Linked DNA regions of Pan troglodytes: region 1 is linked to region 2. A link is a contact called in public Hi-C data. All regions are on one chromosome and are shown on one strand. The core of a region is the stretch at or near the end of the contact, and the rest is flanking DNA. Distances in the headings are between cores, read along the strand shown. Region 1 has its middle 45 kb from the start of CCNE1. Region 2 has its middle 37 kb from the start of CCNE1.

Region 1 (6,997 bases), core at 2,939-5,438, 83 kb after region 2:
TTCTATCTGAGTCCTGCATGGAGTAGTCCCGAATGGCGCAGATCCATCAGAAGGGAAACTTGCCCAGTGCTGTTCTCTTCTAAGTATTGATTCTCCTGCAGTATCTGCCTTTTTGTTGCTGTTTGGGGCCTTCAGTTACTGTTCGGATTTGTGGCTGTTAGCTCCGGAAGGGTTGATCAGATATTAGGTAGTTGACCATGACAAGAGCAGGACCTCTGAGCAACAACGCTGTCAACAGTGCCATGACTCTGTTAGTCCTTGAAACTCAGAAGGAGGAAGAGGGTGGGGAGGAAAATCTAAACTGGCTGAATTTAAATCTGAAATGACTGAACAAAGCTCGAAGTTTCTGAGAAAACCACCATCTGACTAGATTGACTCTTCGGCCATCGTGTAAAATTTTCGGTTATAGAATGGTAGAGAAAAGTGCATTTTCCCATCTACATCTTGTGGCCTGAAAATATCTTCCCTCCTGCATATAGGAAGGAAAAACCTTGAAGATGGTGGATGTGGGATCGGGGAGAGGCTGGATGAAAAGTAGTTATATCTTCCAGGTACTGAGTTTTTTCATGCATAGAATGGTGGGGTTGGGGGAGGTCTAGAAGATTTCAAAGTCTGTTCTCGCTCTCACACTTACACTAAGTGCTTTTTACGAACTTCTGAGGCCACAAACTTCTGCCCTGACAAGAGTCTCTCCCTGTGAAAAAGGGGTGGAAGTCCAGGGCTGGAGATGCCTTCCAAGGCTGTAGGCGCCCCTCCACCGCTTCTGAGGCCCTGCCTCTCTCAGGTCCCAGGTCTCTGTCAGAGGAGTTTTGGGGCAGAGCCGGAGCTGTTGAAGGGTGGGGCAGCCAGACATTCCCCAGAGCTCTTTCCTGTCCAGATTCGATCAGACCTGTGGCTTTTTCAGGAGAGGACAGTCAGGCCCTTGGGCAGCTGAACCTGATCAGCTTCCCTTACTCTACCTTATTTCTTCCTTTAATATTTTTATTTGTTTTTAGAACTTCAGTTCCTGTCCCTGCTTAGGAGAGGGGAGTTGTCCATTAGACAGAATCTACATCTACCCTAGATTCTTCTATCACTAGTTTTTTTTTTTTTTTTTTCCCCAAGTCTAGCTTAGCAGTAAGCTCTAAGGTCCCAGCCTAGCAAGGCTGCTGGGAGAAAGCCTCTTTCCCAGGAATTCCAGCAAAAGTCTCAGGGCTGAGCCTCATTAGTCTGTCTTCGGTCATGTGACCATCCCTGAGCCAGTCCTGGAGGCTGGGGAGATGAAGGGCCCTGATTGGCCAGCCCTGGTCATGGCCACCCCTAAAGTCAGGGCCAGAGGTAACTCCATCCCAATCACCTGGACAGAAGGGGGCTTCCCCAAGGATGAGGGCGGGACTGTTACCAAGATAAGGGAGATGCATGCTGGGAGGATGAAATCAACAGACTTCCACAACATAAGTTTTTCTCAAAGTTCCGGATCCAGGATTCACGAGTGTTGCTTGCCCTGTGCCAGGCACTTCCTTTACCTTTTGTATCTAGTTATTTTATCCCAAGAGATCATGTTGTTCCAGACAGGGAACTGAGCTTAGAGAGAGGAAGGGTCTTTCCCAAGCCGATGGCACAGGGTCTGCACTTCCTGCCTGGGAAGCAGGCCTGGGGCTTCCCACGTGGCCTGACCCCTCTCATCTGACACCTGCCCCCCACTCCCTCCCCTCTGCCTGCAAAACTGACATGAGGAGACTGCTTGTGTTTCCAGAAAGAGGGGAATTGGCAATAGCCATGAGTTGAGACGACTTGATAAAATATTTCTTGTTTTCTCGAGTTTACATAGACCAAGTTTTCACTGTTGCTATGGGGTGGGTTGGCAGAGAGATGAAAATAAATCTGTGTAATTTATTTTTTCTCTGAGTGGAGTATATTTCTGCTGGCTTCACACACATGCACACACGCGCGCGCACGCGCACATACACATGCCCGCACATACAGGCTTTCATAAAATACTTAAACCCCTCTAATGCTCTCTGTGGAAGGAATAAATATGTACTGTACTTTCAACTTCTGTTCTTTGAAATACCATATGGTCTGCACTGTGAGCTTAAAATACTCTAGTGAGCGGATGCTTTCATGCAGCAGATAGCCAGGTGGAGCTCTCCCCGCCAATCTTACAAGGTTAATTAATCCTTTAAAATAGAGCGTGGAGGGGTCCCTGCGTCAGAAACGGGTGCTGTGTGAGGGAAGTAGCCCGGTGGCCTGCACCGGGGCTGAGCAGAGAGTACAAAGGCGGTGGGAAGGTGGGCTAGGCCGGGAGCACCCCTGCTGCCCGACGGCGCCTTTAATGAGCCCGCTCAGTCACTCAGATACTCACAGTTTGCATTCTGCATAATCAGTGTAACAGGCTGATGGTTTGCATGAATATCTAAGTTTGTCATTGTGGTTAATTTTTCCTCAAAAAGAGGCCCCCTATCTCTCTGGCCCAATGCATATTTATAAAGGGCAGGGAAGTCAGGCAGAGGATGCTGGATGAAGGGGCGGCTCAGGGAGGGGGGCCCGTGGCCGGTCCCTGAAGCCTGGGAGGCCAGGCTCCTGCCAGAGCTGGTGGCTCAGAGAAGGGTGCAGAGCTCCTCAGAGCCTGGAGGGAAGGAACTGCAGGGAGAGGGGACAGCCTGGTTTGCAAGGGCCCATTTGGGCTAGCCTCTTTCCTGCTCCAGGCCTCAGTTTCCTTATCCATACAAGGAGCATGTGGGCCACTTGATCCAGGCCTCAGGGTCCCAGAGGAACTATCCTCTCCAAATGAGGTTACACAGAGTCAGAGAGGGGAGGGAGAGAGGCTCACATCCATTCAACAACTTTATTATTTATTTATTTATCTATTTACTTTTCTTTGAGATGGAGTTTTGCTCTTGTCGCCCAGGCTGGAGTGCAATGGCTCAATCTTGGCTCACTGCAACCTCTGCCTCCCAGGTTCAAGTGATTCCTGCCTCAGCCTCCTGAATAGCTTGTATTACAGGCGCCCGCCACCACGCCCAGCTAATTTTTTGTATTTTTAGTAGAGACGGGGTTTCACTATGTTGGCCAGGCTGGTTCCGAACTCCTGACCTCAAGTGATCCACCCGCCTTGGCCTCCCAAAGTGCTGAGATTACAGGCATGAGCCACCATGCCCTTGTTAAGTTGTTAAGCTTACTTAACAACTTTAGTGGTGTGACTCCTTCCCAGAGCACCTGTGGTGCTCCACGACCAAGTATTTTTATAGGTTAAAAACTCCAGTTATCTTGTAAAAAATGTAATTGCATTATGTTGTATATAATTTGGTGTAAAAAGCGTTAAATTGCTCGTTTTAAATAGGCTACGGTTATTTTTGTTTTCTTTTGTATTTTGTTTTTGTGTTTGACACAGGGTCTTGCTTTGTCACCCAGGTTAGAGTGCAGTGGTGCAATCATAGCTCACTGCAGCCTCAACCTCCTGAGCCCAAGCAATCCTCCCACCTCTGCCTCCTGAGTGGTCATGACCACAGGTGTGCACCACAATGCCAGGCTGATTTTTTTTTTTTTTTTTTTTTTGAGACAGAGTGTTGCTCTGTTGCCCAGGCTAGAGTGCAGTGGCATGATCTCGGCTCACTGCAACCTACGACTCCCTGGTTCAAGCAATTATCGTGCCTCAGTCTCCCGAGTAGCTGGGATTACAGGCATGCACCACACCCAGCTAATTTTTGTATTTTTAGTAGAGACAGGGTTTCACCATGTTGGCCAGGCTGGTGTCAAACTCCTGGCCTCAAGTGATCTGCCTGCCTCGGCCTCCCAAAGTGCTGGAATTACAGGTGTGAACCACTGTTCCGGCCTGAGCCACTGTGCCCGGCCCTGGCTAATTTTTAAATTATTTGTAGAGATAGGGATCTCTCTATGTTGCTCACGATGGTTTTGATCTCCAGTGCTCAAGTGATTCTCCTGCCTCGACCTCCCAAAGTGCCGGAATTACAGGTGTGAGCTACCGCGCCCAGCCAGCTATGGTTTTTGTAACCTTGTTTTGGCATTTTTTTTCTGACTCGTCAAAGAATATTTCGGCAACTTTGGAGTGGCCAGGCTTCCCTTTCCCATGCGCGGCCGGAAGTCCAGGTGGGAATGGGGAGAGGCTGGGAGATCCCTCAGGTCGGCGGCTTCCAGAGCTCTCCAGGCCACGCCTCTCAGTGGCCAGCAGGTGGCAGTTCTGAGCCTTCCACCTGGCCACCCTCCTTCCTCCACCCCCGGGGTGCCCGTCCCCCCAGTCCACATACCACAGAGTCCCAGGTGGCTGGAGACAGCTCCTGGCTTCCAGGCCCTGGGCCATTCTGAGAAGCTGGATGAGGCAGCCTAGTGGCCATCCAGCTGCCCCTGCCTGGGACTGCCTGCCTACCCCTTCCCATCCTTGGCTCCATGCTAAAGGAAGGTGGGCTTCCTGGAGGAGCTGACATCTTAAGTGAGACCTGCAGGACAATAAAGGATTTCAGGCAGAGGGAACGGAATATGCCCAAATCCAGAGAATCCAGACCCTGTGCTTTCAGGAACTGGCAGGAGGCTGATGTGGCTAGAATGCAGACTGTTGGGCTTGGGAGAGGGACTAGGGAGGCCAGGTAATGCTTGGCACTGTGGGAGCAGCAGGACCAGGGCAGCCTGAGTCTAGACATTATCTTGAGGGCAGTAAGGAGCCCTCAGCCCATTCTAACCCATCAGAGTTGGCCTCCGGAAGGATCGCCATGGCTGCAAACTGCCTAGCCTCTCATCGCCCCTCACCCGCTGTCACTCACACACCTGGGCCTCCTACCGCGCTGGCCAGGAAAGAGCTGCAAGTCCTCGGGCCCGAGGCTCGGCAGGCAGCCGACCTACCTTGCAGTCCTCAGGAGAAGCTGTCCAGGAACCCCACCCTCCCGAGCTCCCGGGGCTTTGGTGGGGAAGGGAGCCTCCCAGGGTCCCGGAGCACTAAACAAAAAGGAGCTGAAGGTCACCACACTTTGGCCATTTGCAGGGAGCCCTTCCCCACACAGGGGTGGCATGTTCCCTTGTGGCTGCCAGGGAGCCCCCAACACCCCTGGGAAGATGGCAGGTCGAGGGGAGGGGACATGGCCTGAAAACAAGGAAGCAGTCTGCAATGGGGAGATGTGGGGCATGGGGCTGTTTTAGACAGAGGAGGCGGCAGGTGCGCGTATGTAGGTTTGAGGTAGATTTTGCTACCCAGGAAATGGGCTCTTGCCTCTTCCACCTGCCTGTGAACTGGCCCTGGGACCCAGCAGGAGAGGCTCCCCTGAGTGACTTGTGACATTCTTTTTTTTTTTTTTTGAGATAAGTCTCATTCTGTTGCCCAGGCTGGAGTGCAGTGGTGCGATCTCAGCTCACTGCAATCTCCACGTCCTGGGTTCAAGCAATTCTCCTGCTTCAGCCTCCCGAGTAGCTAGGATTACAGATTACAGATGTGTGCCACCAAGCCTGGCTAATTTCTGTATTTTTAGTAGAGATAGGGTTTCACCATGTTGGCCAGGCTGGTCTCGAGCTCTTGACCCCAGGCGATTCGCCTGCATCGGCCTCCCAAAGTGCTGGGATTACAGGGGTAAGCCACCTTGCCCGGCCAACACATGGTGTTCTGAAACAGCACAGCCTAGTGTAACCTCAATTGGTAATTAATTAATTACACTCCCCAGGTGTCTCCTGGAGTCCTTCCTGTAGGGGAGGGGAGGCTGAGGCTGCAGAGGCCCCATTCAGAGGGCTGTTGAATGACTCATGGCTGTTGAGAAGTAATGTCCACTAAGTAACATCTGATTCTGTATTTAACATTTAAATATTTAATTAACTAAATGGGCCAAATATTTAATCAAGCACCATCAAAGCCACTGTGAGCCTCCACTCTGCATAATTCCAAGGCAGGCCAGCTTCCCTCCGAGTCCCCATCCTCATCCTGACAGTGCTATCGGTGCCCCTGCCTGGTGGGAAACATACCCATTCTGGTACCCAATTCGTTTTTTTTCAGAGACAAAATCTCACTATATTGCCCAGGCTGGTTTCAATTTGCCCAGGCTGGTTTCAAACTCCTGCACTCAGGCAATCCGCCTGCCTCGGTCTCCCAAAGCACTGGGATTACAGGTGTGAGTCACTGTACCCATCCATCCGATACCACATTCCGAGACTCAGGGCATCTCATGTCCTAGGCAAAGTTGCTTGTTTGCTTTTGTTTTGTTTTGTTTTGTTTGTTTTTGAGTCAGGGTCTCTCTCTGCTGCCTAGGCTGGATTGCAGTGGTGCGATCTCGGTCCACTGCAACCTCTGCGTCCTGGGCTCAAGCGATTCTCCTGCCTCAGCCTCCCGAGTAGCTGGGATTACAGGCGCGTGCCACCATGCCTGGCTAATTTTTGTATTTTTAGTAGAGATGGGGTTTCACCATGTTGCCCAGGCTGGTCTCCAACTTCTGGCCTCAAGTGATCCGCCTGCCTCGGCCTCCCAAAGTGCTGGGATTACAGGTGTGACCAACTGCACCCCACCACAGTTGTTTGATTAGACTCCAGGTTTGCTATGCTGGAGATAGAGTTCCCCCATGGCCACCCTTTCCTCTCCTCTTTCTCTTTCCTCCCCAAGTAGACACAATCGAGACTGGCTGCTGGGTTCCCCTGGAGGCAGTGTGATACCACTCTTCCTGCCTCTGATGACAGATTCAGGCCTTGACAACAGGGGTGAACATGTGACCCAGTCTGGACCAATCAGAATTCTTCTCCAGGATTTTTGTAACTGGAGTTAAAGGTGGGAAGACTTTTTTGAGCTGGCCTTGCTCTGTCACCCAGGCTGGAATGCAGTGGCACAGTCATGGCTCACTGCTGCGTCAACCTCCTGGGCTCCAGTGATACTCTTGCCTCAGCCTCCTGAGTAGCTGGGACTATAGGCAAGCACCACTGTGCCCGGCTAATTTTTTTTATACAGACGGGATCTTACTATATTCCCGGAGATGGTCCCATGGCATCCCAATCTCTGCATCCAGCTGTTCCTGAAGATGGGCCTACCCTGATC
Region 2 (6,849 bases), core at 2,290-4,789:
GACAGAGGCAGAAAGTGGAATGACGCAGCCACAGCAGAGGAAGGCCAGGGACCCCCGGAGCCACCAGAAGCTGGAGGAGGAGAGGAGGGATTCCCCCCTGGAGCCTCCAGGGGGAGCACGACCCTGCCGGCACCTTGATTTCGGGCTCAGCCTCCAGAAGCATGGGAGAACAAATATCTGCTGTTTTAAAGCCACCACGTCTGTGACAATTTGTTACGGTGACCACAGGAAAATAATCCAGGGACTGCATCTAGAATTTACCATGTGCCTCATGCCACTATCACTGGCACAGGCTGAAGCCTTTCTCCTTTTTCCTCTGGAGAAGACCATCTTCTCATCCAGTAGTCTAAGCAGTTCTCAGCCCAGGGATTCCAGCAAGTGTCTCAAAGCCACACACTCGGAGAGACGACGGCCACATGACCTGGCTCAGCAGGTGGCTCTGCTGCCTTTCACAGGAGTTTGCCTCTCTGTTCAGGGTGCCACACAGGGACAGCCTTGGGGCAGACACTCTGCTGTTTATTATTATTATTATTATTATTATTATTATTGAGACATAGTCTCACTCTATCACCCAGGCTAGAGGGCAGTGGCATGATCTCGGCTCACTGAAACCTCCGCCTCCCGGGTTCAAGCAAGTCTCCTGCCTCAGCCTCCCGAGGAGCTGGGATTACAGGTGTGCACCATCACGTCCACTAATTTTTGTATTTTTAGCAGAGACGGGGTTTTGCCGTGTTGGCCAGGCTAGTCTCGAACTCCTGGCCTCAAGTGATCCACCCGCCTCAGCCTCCTAAAGTGCTGAGATTACAGGAGTGAGCCACTGTGCCGAGCCTACTGTTTATTATTATTACATTTTTTAAGAGATAGGATCTTGCTATGCTGCTCAGACTGGTCTCAAACTCCTGGGCTCAAGTGATCCTCCTACCTTGGCCTCTCAAAGTGCTGGCATAACAGGCACGAGCCACCGCGCCCAGGCAGCCTTGCTAAGCACACCTTGCACTCCTGCTGCACTACTCCTGTGTGAGGCCATGGAGACATCTGCTACATTGTAGATACTATTGGATACTTTTCAAGTATCACACAGCCTACAATTTCCAACAGTGCACTCCATTCAGCTCCCATGGGACGGATGAGTGTCACAGGGCAGCTCCACACGCAGATCAGGGAGAGGGTGGATATCACCCCCATCTTCCTGTGGCTCTGAGAAAAGGGGTGGGTGCCCGGCGTCAGGGCAGCTGACTTCACCCAGGAGGGGCCACCTGCCCAGTTACTCGGGCCTCCACTTCCCTGCACTCGGGGCACTTTGTTGGAAGAGGGCTTGTCTGGCCATGAATGGCCTGAAAGCTGCGAGAATGGCTTCACACACCTGAAGGAGGGACAGGTATGTGCTGGGGGCTGGCACTCTCCCACATTAGCTCTTTTGCACCATTGTCATGGGGACCTCGGGGCTCAGAGAGGAAAGTGACCTGCATGAGCTCATGCAGAGGCATGTGGCAGGACCATCGCTTGAACCTGGCACTGGAGGGCCCTGGGCTCAGCACCTCGGGCACCTACAGTGAGGGCATCCCCAAGGTCCATGTGACCCAGAGCACGGCTCCAGCCACTCCCTCCCGGAAATGGATCGGTGAACAGAGAGGCTGAGGACCTCTTGCAATGCTGCCCAGACTGCATGGAGAAGCCCGTGGAGACATCTGCTACATTGTAGATACTACTGGACATTTTTCTTTTTTTCTTCTTTTCTTTTTTTTTTTTTTTTGAGTTGGAGTCTCGCTCTGTCGCCCAGGCTAGAGTGCAGTGGAGCGATCTCGGCTCACTGCAAGCTCCGCCTCCCAGGTTCACGCCATTCTCCTGCCTCAGCCTCCCGAGTAGCTGGGACTACAGGCGCCCACCACCACAGCCGGCTCATTTTTTTTTTTGTATTTTTAATAGAGATGGGGTTTCACCATGTTAGCCAGGATGGTCTCGATCTCCTGACCTCGTGATCCACCCGTCTCGGCCTCCCAAAGTGCTGGGATTGCAGGCGTGAGCCACCGCACCCGGCCTACTACTGGACATTTTTCAAGTATCACACAGCCTGTAATTTCCAACAGTGCATTCCATTCAGCTCCCATGGGGCGGATGGGTGTCACAGGGCAGCCCCACATGCAGATCAGGGAGAGGGTGGATATCATCCCATCTTCCTGTGGCTCTGAGAAGCGTCAGAAGCCTCAGAAGCACCCCCTGTAGCGCCAGAGAGCTCAGACAGCTTGAGGGCCTGCAGCCCAGACAGCCCCTGCCCCACAGGCCCGGCTCCAGCCCGGCCCTTGCAGGGGTGTGCTGTTTCCAATGGGTGCCGTGCTGTGCACATCCACGGGGCAGGAGGGAAAGCTGGGGGTTGCCCTGGGCTGCCTGGGTTGGAGGGGGCGCTGGGATTCTATGGTCACCCTCTTTCACATCTTCTGACGCATCCTCTCTCTGGACCCTCAGGCAGTCCCTGTCCTCAGATAAGCCCCGCTCACTGAGACGGTGATGCTTAACTCAGGTATGTGTCTAATGACAGGGTCTTGCAGAAGGGACCAGCCTGAGGGACTAGGACTGCCTCACCTTTGCAAGTCCTCAATTGTCCAAGGCTGGCCTCCTGGAATAGGAAGGAAGCAAGGTCCCCCGAGGCATTCATACCCTTATTTCTCACAAAAAAAAAAAAGTCAAGTCTCTTGTTCCATCGGGTGCCCTCTGGGACCAAGTGACTGTCTCAGGGGCAGGGTGAGACAGTTTAAATGATCATGGCCTCTGCCTGACCCATGTGGCTGAAGTGAGGGAGGGGCGGCTTCCCCAGGCATCCATATGTGTGGGGGGTGCTGTTTCCAGAAGGACGGTGGGGGTCCCAGGCCGAGCTTAGGAGTTCACTGCAGCCTCAAGAGGAAGGGCTTGGGGAGGTGGCATTTGCATGGGCTTTGAAGAATGGGCACCACCTGCGTGCACAGAGAGAGAGGAGCACCATAGCGAGAAGGAATGGTGCAGACACAGGCCCTGCGGTGCTTTTGGGTAGGGGGTGTAACAGAGTGTGGCTGCTGTGTGGGGAGTGTGCTCTGGGGTTCAGAACACCAGAACCATGTCCCTGCCAGCTGGCAAGGTGTCCTCAGGAAAAGGTGCCCTTCTGGCCTGCTACAGTCCCCAAAAGGTACACAGCATGGTAAATGGAGCACAGAATGGGTTATGGCCAGATGCTCTTGTGCAGTGCACAACATGCACAACTGTGTGTAGTGGCCTGACCAGGATATCAACACTGGACTGGGAAGACATGGCGCCTCCTCTCTGGGCTGAATTGTGTGTGTGTGTGTGTGTGTGTGTGTGTGTGTGTGTGTGTGTGTGTACACCCCACAGTGCTTCACTGGGATCCAGCCTCCAGCAGCAACAAGACACAAATGGAACAAGGGTGACTGCCCCCAGCTGACAGGTGAGAGGTTGAGAGCCAGCAGCCAGCTCTGCAAGCCTGCTGCACGCTCAGGAGCGAGCACTCCTCCAAGCAGGCACCTCCCAGAGCAACAGGAAGCAATTCATCAGCAGCTGAGGCCCTGCTCCCAGGCCCTGCAGCCTGTGGGGACTCTGCAGCCCAATGGACAGGCCTCCGATCCCCTCATCCCTAGCCCACAAAGAGGCCAGAGGCAGCGCCACGCGCCAATTACAGGAGCCAATTAATTCGCACTTAACAGGGGTATTTTCTTTTACTGCGCAGAACCGAGGGGCATAAAACCCTGATTCGTCTTCTGTGGCTGGGTTTGCTCTCTGTGTGCTCATATCGTTTAATCACTCCTGCTGCAGACCAGGGGCCAAACCCTCGCCAGCAAGGGGAGCCACGCGGGCGATTCCCCATTAACAATCTGGTAGGGAGGCCACGCCGGCTGTGCTGTTTACAGTTCCGTTTCCCCTTGGCTGCTCCCAGAAGTTTCCATAAAAACAGATGTAAGGTAATCAAAGACTTCCCAGCCCCGGGCCTCTCTGCTCCTGAAGGCTTCCATGGAGCCGGCTCCCTCTGCTGGGGTTTGTGCTTCCAAAAGACTCTTAAAGCAGCCCTAAAATCTCCCCCAGACAGGCAGACTCCTCTCTGGCAGACTCTGCAATCATTTGTCAAGTATTTTATGGTCAATAATAATAGTAATAACACCTTTGCTGAGCTTGGTGCCCTTTTCAATGACTCTCAGAGCCATGCCGTGAGATCCCGGTGGCATCACAATGGCTGATGACAGGTGTCTTATTCCCATTTTGCAGATGGAAAGGAGAAGGCAGTTTGGGGAAGAAACCAGCCTCAGCACCATCTCCCCCGGGTCTAACGTTCCAGGAGAAAGGTGGGCACTGTCCGGCTCCTTGGTGGCAGGCCTGCTGCTGGCCTTGTCCCTCTCTTATTCACTGGGCCTCTGTCCAGGGCCAAGGAACCTGAAGCTCAGTGTTGGGGGTAGGGACATGGCCAGAACACCAGGTATGGCTGGGCACGGTGGCTCACTCCTGTAATCCTAGCACGTTGTGAGGCCGAGGTGGAGCATCGCTTGAGCCCAGAAGTCTGAGGCTGCAGTGAGGTATGATCGTGCAACTGTACTCTAGCCTGAGCCATAGAGTGAGACCCTGTCTCTAAACAAATAAATAAATAGGCTGGGTGTGGTGGCTCACGCCTATAATCCCAGCACTTTGGGAGGCCGAGGCAGGCGGATCACCTGAGGTCAGGAGTTCAAGACCAGCCTGGCCAAAATGGTGAAATCCTGCCTCTAGTAAAAATACAAAAATTAGCCGGGTATGGTGGTGGGCGCCTGTAATCTCACCTGCTTGGGAGGCTGAGGCAGGAGAATCACTTGAACGCAGGAGGCGGAGGTTGCAGTGAGCCGAGATCGTGCCACTTCACTCCAGCCTGAGCGACAGAGTGACTCCGTCTCAAAAATAAACAAACAGGATAGACAGCGTAAACCCTGATGAACACTAGAATTTCAGACCATCCTACTGCCCTGAAGGCTGGGCCGAACAGACACATTTCACAGATGGAAATCTTGGGAAGGGCCAAAGCAAGAACCCCTGGCCACCCCCTGAAGACCCAAGCCTTAAAGCCCCTGGCCCATACCCTCTGCACCTCACCACATTGATGTCAGCCTAAGCTGACATCAGTGGTGACATCAGTGGATGAAAAAGTGATGAAAAAGTGACTTTTAGGCTGGGCGCGGTGGGTCATGCCTGTAATCTCAGCACTTTGGGAGACTGAGGTGCGTGGATCACCTGAGGTCAGAAGTTCGAGACTAGCCTGGCCAAAAAGGTGAAACCCTGTCTCTAGTAAAAATACGAAATTTATCCGGATGTGGTGGTGTGCACCTGTAATCCCAGCTACTCGAGAGGCTGAGACAAGAGAATCACTAGAACCTCAGAGGTGGAGGCTGCAGTGAGCCTTGAAATGCACCACTGCCCTCCAGCGTGGGTGACAGAGTGAGACTCTGTCTCAAAAGAAAATTTTTAAAAAGGACTTTAAAATCAAACAGCCTAGATTGCACATGTGTGATATTGGGTCTCCAGCCCCTGCCTCCATCCTGAGAAGCATCCTTTTTGGGGAATTTCCTGATGGGTAGAGTCTTGGCAGGAGGGCGATCCCCCTTGACTCCCTCTCACTGCCCTTTCACACGACAAAGACCAGGGTGGCCTCCAACCTGACTCTGCCACTGCTTGGTCTACCACATGGCGGGGGTAAGAGCAGGGCCCAGCCAATCTGATGCCTGCTTCCAGGGCTGCAGGTCTTAAGCCAGAGATGCCAGGAGGAAAGGAACCTCTCCTGGGGGGTTGGGTTTCTCTGGTTTATCATAACTCTTGAGGCTCAGAGAGGAAAGTGACCTGTGTGAGCTCACACAGAGGCATGTGGCAGGGCCATCGCTTGAAGCTGGCACTGGAAGGCCCTGGACTCAGCACCTCGGGCACCTACAGCGAGGGCACCACTAATGTCCCTGTGACCCAGAGCACGGCTCCAGCCACTCCCTCCTGGAGGCAAAACAGAGAACAGAGAGGCTGAGTACCCCTTGGCTGCAAGGTGTCCCTGTCTCAGAAGCATCAGGGGCAGCCCCAAACCCCCACCCCCCAGTTGCCTCAGTCAGCTCCAGGACAGATCTCAGAGGTCCTCACTCTGCAGCTCAGCCAGCCCTTGCCTGATCAAGCCCAAGCCCGCGCCAGTCCAGCTCTTGCAAAGGGAAAGCCGGAACATATTTTAGTGTGAGCCCCTTGTTGAGATGAGGGCTGACCACAGGCCCTGGGAATTCCTGGGAAGATTCCTCTGGGCTCTTTCCAATGGGAAGCCCTTTTTGTTTGAGATGGCTGGAGTTAGTTCCTGTCACCTGCAACCAAAACCCAGACTGGCATGACTTCAGGATCAGCTGTGCCCAGGATGATCGTCGTTAACATGTCAGGAGCATCTGCTACACGCTAGATGCCCTCCACGTTCCTTAGTTAGTCCCCACAAGAGCCCTGGTATTATGTCTCCCACTGCACAGCCAAGGATATTGAGGCACAGAGAGGTTAAGAAATGTGTCCAGTGTCACACAGCTAGCAACTCCAGCCATCTGTCCCCAGAGCCTCCATACTTGAGGAGTAAGCTGGTCTTGCTTGAGAGAGCACTGTGGTTTCTTGGATCTAAGAGTGGAAGTGGGATGGAAGCTCTGGGTGTGTGCTTTATCGGGAGGTGCATGAAGTGAACCCCTCTGCTATGGGGGTGTGTGGGCCTTGGAGGAATCCTGGTCCCGGGTGAGGCAGGAGTGTGTCTTGCTTCTAGGACCACTCCAGGCAGGGCCTCCCTGGATGCCGCAAGTGCAGTGGGTCTGCCCTGGCCCAGGCCCTCATCACAGCTGAGAAAGC

Evidence for each region. A called contact is a pair of places that touch in the nucleus more often than the background predicts.
Region 1: a contact with region 2 is called in a Hi-C map of induced pluripotent stem cells, with 1.9 times the contacts expected there. The contact joins two enhancer-like sites. A contact is called at or near these places in 2 of 7 Hi-C or Micro-C datasets (both in induced pluripotent stem cells).

What each region holds. Positions count from the first base shown.
Region 1 is chr20:32,952,638-32,959,634 of NHGRI_mPanTro3-v2.0_pri, forward strand. No RefSeq gene overlaps it. Among named protein-coding and RNA genes, the nearest start is that of CCNE1, 45 kb to the left of the region's middle. Within about 2 kb of position 4,189, at least 1 of the 24 cell types and tissues checked has an H3K27ac peak or open chromatin away from gene starts, as enhancers often do. A contact at or near this core is called in induced pluripotent stem cells, where this site is marked.
Region 2 is chr20:32,870,417-32,877,265 of NHGRI_mPanTro3-v2.0_pri, forward strand. No RefSeq gene overlaps it. Among named protein-coding and RNA genes, the nearest start is that of CCNE1, 37 kb to the right of the region's middle. Within about 2 kb of position 3,540, at least 1 of the 24 cell types and tissues checked has an H3K27ac peak or open chromatin away from gene starts, as enhancers often do. A contact at or near this core is called in induced pluripotent stem cells, where this site is marked.